Regions from separate parts of the Hordeum vulgare genome. Here regions 1 and 3 are each linked to region 2. Evidence: chromatin contacts called from public Hi-C data. All regions are on one chromosome and are shown on one strand. The core of a region is the stretch at or near the end of the contact, and the rest is flanking DNA. Distances in the headings are between cores, read along the strand shown.

The links. Hi-C and Micro-C count contacts between places; a contact is called where the count stands out from the background.
Region 1: a Hi-C map of seedling shows a contact between it and region 2, with 2.9 times the contacts expected there. The contact joins the promoter of LOC123431427 here to the promoter of LOC123431435 in region 2. A contact is called at or near these places in 4 of 6 Hi-C or Micro-C datasets (leaf and seedling) and 1 of 1 datasets of contacts at active chromatin or transcription factors (embryo).
Region 3: a contact with region 2 is called in a Hi-C map of leaf, with 3 times the contacts expected there. The contact joins the promoter of LOC123431437 here to the promoter of LOC123431435 in region 2. A contact is called at or near these places in 5 of 6 Hi-C or Micro-C datasets (leaf and seedling) and 1 of 1 datasets of contacts at active chromatin or transcription factors (embryo).

What each region holds. Positions count from the first base shown.
Region 1 is chr1H:288,907,834-288,911,121 of MorexV3_pseudomolecules_assembly, forward strand. LOC123431427 reads left to right here and starts at 1,403. Exons shown (of 12, transcript XM_045115207.1): 1 at 1,403-1,819; 2 at 1,931-2,032; 3 at 2,946-3,026. The coding sequence starts at 1,505.
Region 2 is chr1H:289,163,669-289,167,009 of MorexV3_pseudomolecules_assembly, forward strand. LOC123431435 (40S ribosomal protein S17-3-like) reads right to left here and starts at 2,013. Exons shown (of 1, transcript XM_045115211.1): 1 at 1,330-2,013. The coding sequence starts at 1,929. The coding sequence ends at 1,498.
Region 3 is chr1H:289,673,197-289,676,634 of MorexV3_pseudomolecules_assembly, forward strand. It overlaps LOC123431437, which reads right to left and starts at 1,436. Exons shown (of 5, transcript XM_045115213.1): 1 at 247-1,436. The coding sequence starts at 1,275.

The DNA.
Region 1 (3,288 bases), core at 153-2,652, 260 kb before region 2:
CACCTTCCCTCAGGAATCATGGTACACCAAGCTACCTATATCCAGAAAATATTGGAGAAATTCAATATGGACAAATCCTATCCATCTAAAACTCCTATGGTGGTTCGATCTCTAGACGTAGAGAAAGACCCATTCAGACCGAGGGATGATGGAGAAGAGGTGTTGGGACCTGAAGTTCCATATCTCAGTGTAGTTGGAGCGCTTATGTATCTTGCAAATTGCACAAGACCTGATATTGCATTTGCAGTGAATCTACTTGCTAGATACATCGCATCTCCCACCAAACGACATTGGTCTGGAGTAAAGAATATCTTTTGATATCTCCAAGGCACAAAGGATCTTGGCCTATTTTTTCAGTTCCACCAAAATCTGGACTCTGATATGATTGGGTATGCAGATGCCGGTTATTTGTCTGATCCCCGTAATGACAGATCTCAGACCGGTTTTGTGTTCCTACATGGTGGTACAGTTATATCATGGAAGTCTTCCAAACAGACTCTAGTGGCTACATCTACCAATCATTCTGAAATAATTTCATTAATTGAAGCGTCATGTGAATGTGTATGGCTTCGCAGAATGATAAACCACATACAACAACCATGTGGAATTGGTTCTATTGAATCACCCACCATTATCTATGAGGATAATGCGGCATGTGTTGCACAGATGCAGACAGGATATATCAAGAGCAATATCACTAAGCATATTTCTCCTAAATGGTTTTTCCCCCACAATCTTCAGAAAAGCGGGGAAATAAGCATTCTGCAAGTCAAATCATGTGACAACATTGCTGATTTGTTTACTAAGTCTCTACCAAACTCAACATTCCAGAAATATGTTCACGGAATTGGTATGCGACGACTTAGAGACTTGCAGGCAACAGGGGGAGTATCTTCTTGAGATATCCTTGTTCAATAACATCACATTATGCTATCTCTTTGTGAGTTTATATTTCAGGTTTTCAACAAAGTCTTTATGAAGAACTTTTGAAGAAGAGTTTTTGATGATAAAGCTTCCCGGACAATCATGAAGATGACTCCACATGGTCAAACGTAGATTAGGGGGAGTGTTAAAACTAATTACATAAATTAGGGGAAAATCTCCTCTTGATGTAACCGCTCGAGCGGTTTCCTCCCGCACGGACGTCTCTTTCCTGACTCCCTGGAACCGACGCATCTCCTCTGTGTCGTCGCGTCTCTCCAGGAGTTATATATACTCCCTGTAACCATCGACAATGATAGATCAATCACTTTGATTAAGTTTCAAGAATTATGGGACGGATATCACCATTGTACATGTCTTTATGACACCTTGATTGTCACCCATCATTTTATAATAATAATAAGATAATAAGAACAAGAAAAATAAAAGAAAACTTCTCACGGTTCGTTTTCGTTACACGTAGGCATCAGACCTTGCTACCTTCCACCGACTTCATCATCTCAACTTCCCAATCCCACCCGTTCCCCCTTAGCCCCACGCCACCGCCGTCTCCTCGCCGGCGATGGACCCGCTGCCCCCTTCGCCGGTGAACTGGGACTCGCTCGACGCTCTCGTGCTCGACTTCGTCAGATCCGATCGCCTCATCGCCCCTCCTGCCTCCCCATCGCCGCCCTCATCCCCATCCTCCTCCACCACCACCGCCACCTCCTCATCCCCATCCACCTCGACCTCCTCGTCCTACTGCTCGCGCATCCTCATCCGCCGGGCCCGTCGCGCGCTCGAGGCTGGTGACGTCGACGCCGCCCTCGCGCTCCTCCGAGCTCACGCCCCTGCCGCGCTACTCGACCACCGCCTCCTCTTTCACCTACACAAGCAGGTACCTAAACTCTTGTCTGTTCTCTCTCTCTCTCTCTCTCTCTCTCTCTCTCTCTCTCTCGTTTTATGTTTTCCCACACGCAGGCAGGATGTCAATTGTGTTGTTGTGCAGAGATTCGTGGAGCTGGTGAGGAAGGGTACGGAGTCGGACAGGGAGGCGGCGCTCGACTGTCTCCGCACAGCTCTCGCACCCTGTGCTCTCGACGCCTACCCTGTGAGTGCTGCATCGACCCTCTTTCTCTCACCTTAAGAGCCCCTGAATTGATTGATTATTGCATTTGCGTTGGTTTCCTATTGGGTATACTAGTCTGCATGTGTCCGGTTGGATCACATGAATTCTGCGCGAACCTTGTCTGGAACGTAGGACTTTGGTAGCAAGTTTGCAGCATTTTGTATCCTATAGGGTTTCTTTGAGCAAATATATTGGAACAAGATGCTGCAACAAACTGTTTTTTACCACTTTCACTAAATTCCTTCGTACAGCTGTACTTCTGTTTTCCTACAAGCACCGTGAAAATAGAATTGAATTACTAGAGGCCTGTGCACTATGCCATCTTCCTATTTCAGAAGGTTTCAGTGTTTATTAACCTAATTTCCAGTTTTTTCCTTCTCCAGCCTGGGAGGGCAAATTTCAGATCTATTAGACACTCACATATTGAACACAAATACTGAAAAGGTAGAGGGTAACTTTGCATCATTCCAGTAATGAGCTGTTGTGAATTAGGGGTAGAAATCCATCGTGCAGAGGACGACTTGATGTACAATGACACTACCTGAAGGATGTCATTGCTTGCGTGTCTGTGCTAGGCTAATTTATTAACAGAGTACTTCAAATGTCTCTGAATTGCTGTGTTGCAGATGCTGCATCTCAGCTTGCTGTTGCTCCTGTCGGCCCTAACTATTGTTGTGTCCGATGTCCACTGCCCACAATTGAGGATGCATGTGTTTTAGCTAAACTGATATGTCATACCTTTAATGTGAACTTTCCTGTGATATATATATTTTACTTTACTATCATCGAGTTCCTACATATTCGTATACAGTCACCTTTATTTTCTGTCATGCATATTCATTGTTTTCATTTGAATCTTGCATAATGAATATTGGTGTGTCGGTATGTTCCAAAGGAAGCTTACGAGGAATTCAAACATATACTGCTGGTTTTAATATATGACCAAGATGATCAATCTTCCCCGGTCGCCAATGAGGTATGCACAATCCTAACTGTCCATATACACTTTTTAAGAATAATTATAAGGCAGCTTAGATTTTCTTTTCATTTATCTTTGAGCATATCTAGTTCTTTAGGTAGCGATTTAGAGGTCCCTTTTCTCTATTACTAGACTTGAGAGAGGAAATGAAGCTTTAATTGTCCATGTAAAGTAAGGATTCTGAATTATTTCACTTGTCCAGATAGCTTTCGACTGCTTTTGTTTCATGACAGTTTTGTGTGTATAACTAGAGCAGCTT
Region 2 (3,341 bases), core at 763-3,262:
GACGGCATGCCATGTCCCACCATCCAAGCGCAAGATTAAACATCAGGTAGTTGGATTCTCTATCGTTTTGTTCACAACCAATCGAGATGTCCTAAACTGTGGTTGGTAAGACACAATATGTCGTATCAAAACAGGATTCAAATGATGAAAACTCAGATGTATTTCAATCATATACGTCTAAGACGAGCAGAAGACCAACAAGAGCGCATCATACAGCTCCCTAATATTCAACAATCTTTCGACCAGAACAGAGACAAAGGTCAACCCCTGTATTCAGGTGCAACCAATGAACCTATTCAACATATTCAGTGAAGCCAAAAAAAACATAACAACGTAGTACAAATATCACCGGTTTAAACTCAATGAACTGCAGATATTCAACAAAAACAAACAAGAGCACAAGATAACCAAGCAAACCCATCAAAAGCAGGGCCGGCCATTCAACACAGATTTTTTTCAAAGGAAATTAAAAAGAAAACCAATCAATATTCACCTGGCTGGAACCTAAACAACCTAAATAGCAGAATCAGCATCTGCTTGCATTGCAGAACAGAAGTAGACCAAATCACACCAATAATAACAGCAGGACTGGGTCCTTGGGTACACAGATTCCAATGGGAGAACATAATAAACCAGCCCAATATTAGTTCAAGCAACGATGTTGTTGCATTGCAAAGGACAAGTAGACCAAAGCACCCCAATTACTCACAGAGCAGGACTGCGTCCTTGGGTACTCAGGTTCCAGTGGGAGAACAGAACAAACTTGTCCAATATTAGCCCATCTGGTTGCAATGCGGAGCATAACTAGACCAAAGCACCCGATTACTCACAGAGCAGGTCAGGGTCCTTGGGTACTCATGTTGCAGCGAAAGAACATAATACAGTAGTCAAAGATCAGCAACCCCAAGTGTGGTATACAATGACCAGACTTGGTTTACGGTTGCCTTTTCAACAAAGAAAAAGGGAACTAGTTCGATCCTGTGAACTCCCTAAACTGAAAGACACTATCGTAATTAAATATCAGAGCAAAGACACAAGTAACAAACCAAAACACAACTAATGTTGGCAACCCACTGGTGCTGACAAAAAATAAGAACAATTGAACAACACACTAGACCCATAACAAACCTATAAGGCATGTCCCACTACTGAACGTTATAGCTAGGTTATGACAGGACATCGGCCTACATAGAGAAATTCATTGCATAGGTGTTGTATCAACATGACAATGCATACATATATAATTATAAATAGACAGCTCACGAATCAATCGATCATCGAGCAACAATAGCAAAGATATCACATAAACTTCAAAGCTCAACAGCAATATATCGAATCACTTCAGATTAACGGTTGGATAAACAGATCATGTCCACCATACGCAGATCAAAACACCTCGAACTTAAGAGCTGAGTTCAAAATAGTACTTGCCACAAGTAACAGATCTAATAAAAACTTATAAAGCATGATAGGGGTACGGCGACGATGCGGGGGAACCTAGGCGCGGTTGCCACCGCGGGGTCCGTTGTACGGCTGGCGGAAGGGGGCGGCGGACGCGGTGACCTCGGGAGCGCGCTCGACGCCAGGGAGATCGGCCATGCCGAGGAACGCCAGCATGTCCATCGTCTCCTTGTCGACGCGGATCTCGTCGACCTCAAGAGCCGACTTCTCAGGGACGAAGTCCATGCGGCGCTCGCGCTCCTCCTCCTGCAGCTTGAGGGAGATGCCGCGGACGGGGCCGCGCTGGATGCGGCGCATCAGATGGGTGGTGAAGCCGGCCACCTTGTTGCGGAGGCGCTTCGACTGCAAGATGGACACCTCCTCGAGCACCTTCTTGTTGGTGTGGAAGTCGAGGGTCATCCGAGAATAGTACTTCTCGATGACCTGTCGGGAGGTCTTCTTCACGGTCTTGGTGCGGACGCGACCCATGGCTGCGGCGGCTCCCTCTCCTTCTCCGGCGGCGGCGGCGGCGGCTCGGCGCTTGTTGGTGCGGGGTGCGGCGGCGCGTGGGCTGGAGGGGTAGGGTTTGGGGGCGACTTGAACTTTTATAATGGTACCGGCCGCGTGCGTAGCTAGGGTTTGGGCGTGGGGGACGGATGCCAGCCGTTCGTATTGCGATGGGCGCACGAGATCGAAATTACCTTTGTTGGGCCTCACGTTGTTCGGAAGGTCTCTTCTTTACTCATTTCGGTTGGTTTAGGCCCAGTAGAATAAAACTGGACTGGAATCTTAATCAGTACTTCTTATTTCCCTTTGCCACACCTCAAAAAAAATTTCCCTTTGCCTAGGGCTGCAAACGAGACTAGGCTCAGCAAACTTGTACCAAAATATATTACTTTCGATATACTAACAAAAGGGCCCGTGCGTTGCAATGGGACAAAGAAATGCGTGGTCATTTTTAAATCATTAAATATTTTATGAATGAAAAATTATTTTATAAGTCACAAACCCTTTTTTTGAACTTTTAGATATTTTTCCATTCATGATCATTTTTAGAATTGACAAAAATTTGAACAATTTCATTATAAAAAGTACTTCATGAACTTTTAAAAAATCATGAACGTTGTTTGATTTCTCGAATATTTGTTTTCAAAATTTTAAACATTTTCTGCAAGATCGCAAGTATTTTTGAATCCACAAATATTTTATAATTTATTAAACATTCTATTTCAAAATTCCCACTTTCTTAAATTTTTGAAATTTTTGTGAAGCCCCAAATTATTTAAAGTAGAAACAAAATCCCGTAGAAAAAATTCCCTAGGAGTCGCACACGGTGAAGTACTTGGTGAGCCCGTATGCGTCCTAGTATGGCAGGGCCGTCGTAGCGCAAACAAACCAAAATAAAAGACACGACTGGCCCGCGGGGCCCATGGTCTGTGGCCACCACCTGACCACCGGGCCCCACAACCGTCGCACACCGGCTGACCGACGAGCTCGGCAAGGGATGGCCCTCTCGTGCCACTGCCACTTTCCCCGAGAGCAGATCGGCTTCCGCTCCCCCGAGCTAATCCCAACCTCCCTCCCTACGCTATGCGCACCCAGAACCCTCCTCCCCGCAGTCGCTGACAGCCATGGCCCACCGCGCCCCCGCCGCGCTGCTCCTCCTACTCTTCCTGCTCGTCGTCGTCGTCGCGTCGGGAGAGAAGGGGGCGGGGTCGTCGTTGGCGGTGGCCGACGAGCAGGAAACGGGGGAGGAGGGGATGCCAGCTCGCGCGGCTGGAGGAGGTCGCAGAGTCACTCGCCAGGTCCATGCGTGCGCTGGAGGCTGCGCTCGCGAGCGCCTGAACAGGAGGGGATCCCGATCCAGAGCCGCTGCCCGTTGATCTCGCGCCTCCCAGCGA
Region 3 (3,438 bases), core at 186-2,685, 510 kb after region 2:
TGATATAAACTGGGAAGCTCATCTTCTTCTAGTATATGCCCAAGCTTTGCTTCGGCTAAACTCCCTTTTCACCGTCTAGTAATTGTCCACTTTTCCCTAAACAACAACTCGGGTACTGGTATTAACTAGACTAGAATTCACACCCAAGACCATTCATGCAAGGATAAACAAACAACGATCGCAGATTCACAATAAAAAGTCAAACGAAACAGAAGCAGGCAGTAATAATCTACTAGTGCAAATCACCTTGTTCCTGCTGCACTCCAAGTGGTTGACGATGCCGTCGACCATGTCGGCGCCGGAGAAGCAGTTCTTCACGAGCTTCACCCTCACGAACCGGTCCTGGATGGGCAGCCGGTGCCGGAGCACCCTCACGATGCCCACCATGGCGTCCTCCCTCTCCTCCTCCATGCCGGCGTCGAACCCGTACACGGGCACCCTCGGCGCCGCGTCGGGGCACCGCCTCCCGGCAAGCTCGCGCACGCGCCGGTCGAACTCGCCGCTGTTGCGCAGGGAGTTGAGCACGACGAGCCCGCCCAGGAGCTTCTCGTTGAGGAAGATCTGGGGCACGCGCGCGGCGGCGCCGGCCCGGGACGCGAGGTCGTCCTCGCGCTCCGGGAACACGTCGAGGTTGATCTCCACGTAGGGCAGGCCCGACTGGCGGAAGAAGGCGCGCACGGCGGCGCAGTCGCGGCAACCCGAGCGGGAGAAGAAGCTGACCCGGCCCTTGATGTGGCTGCCCGACAAGGAGTGGCCGTAGCCGTCGTCCTCCTCCGCGTCGGCGGCGATGGCCTCCTTGAGGCGCACCGTGACCTTCACGTTGGGCAGGTGGATCTCCTGCACGCCGTAGCAGGCGTCCCCCGGCGCCGGGGCCGACGACGTCTCCTTGAGCGACGAGATGCGGCGGTTGATGGCCGAGGACAGCACGTCGCGCCGGTCGCGGAAGAAGCGCCCGATGGACGCCACGTCCACCACGGCCGCGGCGGAGTTGGGCCGCTCCACGTGCCCGTGCGGCGCCGGCGTGGATGCCGCTCTGGTCAGGGACAGGCCGGGCGGCGCCTCTGGCTGCGGGAGGTGCGACGGCGGGCGGAGCACCACGCCCTGCAGCATCTTGCGCGCGTAGTACACGTCCGTGCCCTCGCCCGCGTCGGTCCCGGCCCGCGGATCGTCGCATCGACGTTTGACGGCGGCCGGATCGGGAGCGGCGGTGGGGTGGACGTGGTGGTGGCGGTGGGGCGCGGGCGGCATGGCCTGCACGAGGGTCTCTTCTCCCATGCTTCCTCTCCTCTCCCCTCGGGCCCTGGGTTTTACGGGACGGAACGGAACGGGAGGGCAACGGTATTTTTCTTTCCTTTTGTTTTTCCTCCGCCGCTGCTCCTGTAACGGGATTTGGGATTTCCTTTCGTTTCTGAGCGCGGCGAGGCGAACGAGGAGGAAGGAACGGGGGGTGGTGGGGGTTTAAGAACGAGCTGCTGGGCCGTCCATGACGCACGGCCGATGGACCCGGCGCACGGCGCCGCCGGCGTGTGACGTGTGGGCCCGGGGGGCGCCGTGAACCGCGGGAAGGTTTCGAAGGGAAGGAAGGAGTCGTGGCCTGATTTGGGTTGGTTTGTGTCATTCTCCGGGGTCGTGTTGATCGGCGAGGTCAGTTTGGACGAGCAGGGCTCCGTCGGGCCGTCGTGCACGGTGGGATCGGGCCGGGTTTTTTCCGTTTTCTCGCGACCGAGATCTCACAAGTCACATGGCACTACCACCGCAATGCTACTCGAGTTGACCTTGTGTGGGGCAGACGGGTCAAGTGAGCTGTGTCTGTGGCTGTGGACCTGAGGCCACAGTTCTTCTAGGCCGTCTGGTACTACGACGACTGAACGCGTGACAGAGATCACACCAGAGGGCAGACGGCCTCGATCTGCACCGGACGGACCCGCCTGGCCGGCGAACGGCGTACCGCGAAAGGAGTCGGACGTGCGACGGGATTTTCCACTTGGCGAAGCATCGACGAAATCGTCCAAATCCAAACGATGCCGGTCGTTTTCACGCGACGGCGCGAGTCGGCATCTGCATCTGTATCGGGTTCATCGGAGGCCCGGACGAGGCCAAATGCATCATCATAGGCAGCGCGCGACCTGAAGGGGGCATGAGCAACGTCCGTCGTCAGAGCTACTAGTCGTCCGAGTATTATACGTGCAGTGGGTGTGAAGAGTATGGACATGCCGCTACCAATCTGAATCACCGATCCTTCCTTCCTTCCTACACGTACTAAAGAGCGGATAAACAAATGCGACCACGTCCAGCTACGTTGCCATTTGGTTCCATGTTAAATGCTTCCCAAAGCTGACTCTTTCAAGATGAATATGCTTCTACCAACAAATGCAAGGCGTATCTCTCTGAGTATGACCAAGTAGTCTGATGAATGAATTATCCCTTCGGGAAACTTGCTGAATGCAAGAAAAGAAAAAACGTCTCTACTCTCGCTTGGAATTGGATCACTTGACACATACAAAGTCAACGGGCACGAGCATGCTCTGCTCCCCTCCTGGGCCTGGTGACGCCGACCGGTGTCGAAAGCAGGCTCCATCGTCGAACCCTCCACGCCTGTAAAAGCTAAGAGTTGTTGAAGCTTAGAAGCGAATTCAAGACCATTTCCATTGATAGCAAGACAGAAGAAAGATGGCACGCTCCGGGGTCCTGACCCGTCTCGCGGTCACGGGCATGCGATTGCATGCGTGCGCGCAAGAACGGTTCAATTCTATTTGGACGTGTCTTCGACATCAACACGCCAATTGGTGAAACCACCTCTTTATTTTGTTTGTATGCTGATGATATATATAGACTTGTGCCCCTGCTGATTCACAGTCTCTTATCTGGGGTTTTCAGGTTCACGATGAATGACCCCTACTTGCAGGATAAAATATCGCTGACTCACGGTGATTGCGATCGTGATCTTCCGCCCCTGTGTTTTCCTTTTTGTGTGGTCTATTTCCATGTATTTGGACCATATCTTCAAAGACATGGTCAAGCACTTGAACATCATGGACGATAATGAATGACACACCAATAAAAACAAGGTAATGATCCTCAAAAATTAAAAAACAAGGTAACAATGTAAGATGTGCACACAATTTTAGACATCGTTTGACAGTTGTATGCAGTAGTAGTGTATTACTCCCTTCCTTACTAAATATAAGTCTTTTTCCCTCTTATTTCACAGATAAGGCAAATCTTTTGCCTTCATTTAAAAAAAAGTCTTTTAGAGATTTCATTACGAATTATATGTGAAACAAAATGAGTGAATTTATACTCTAAAATATGTCTATATACATTCGTATGTAATCTGTATTAGTATCTTTAAAAAGAGTTATATTTAAAAACAGAGTGAGTATCAATTACCACATAATATGGATGGGAACGGATCAGATGTGATGTTGTTCTTACCAC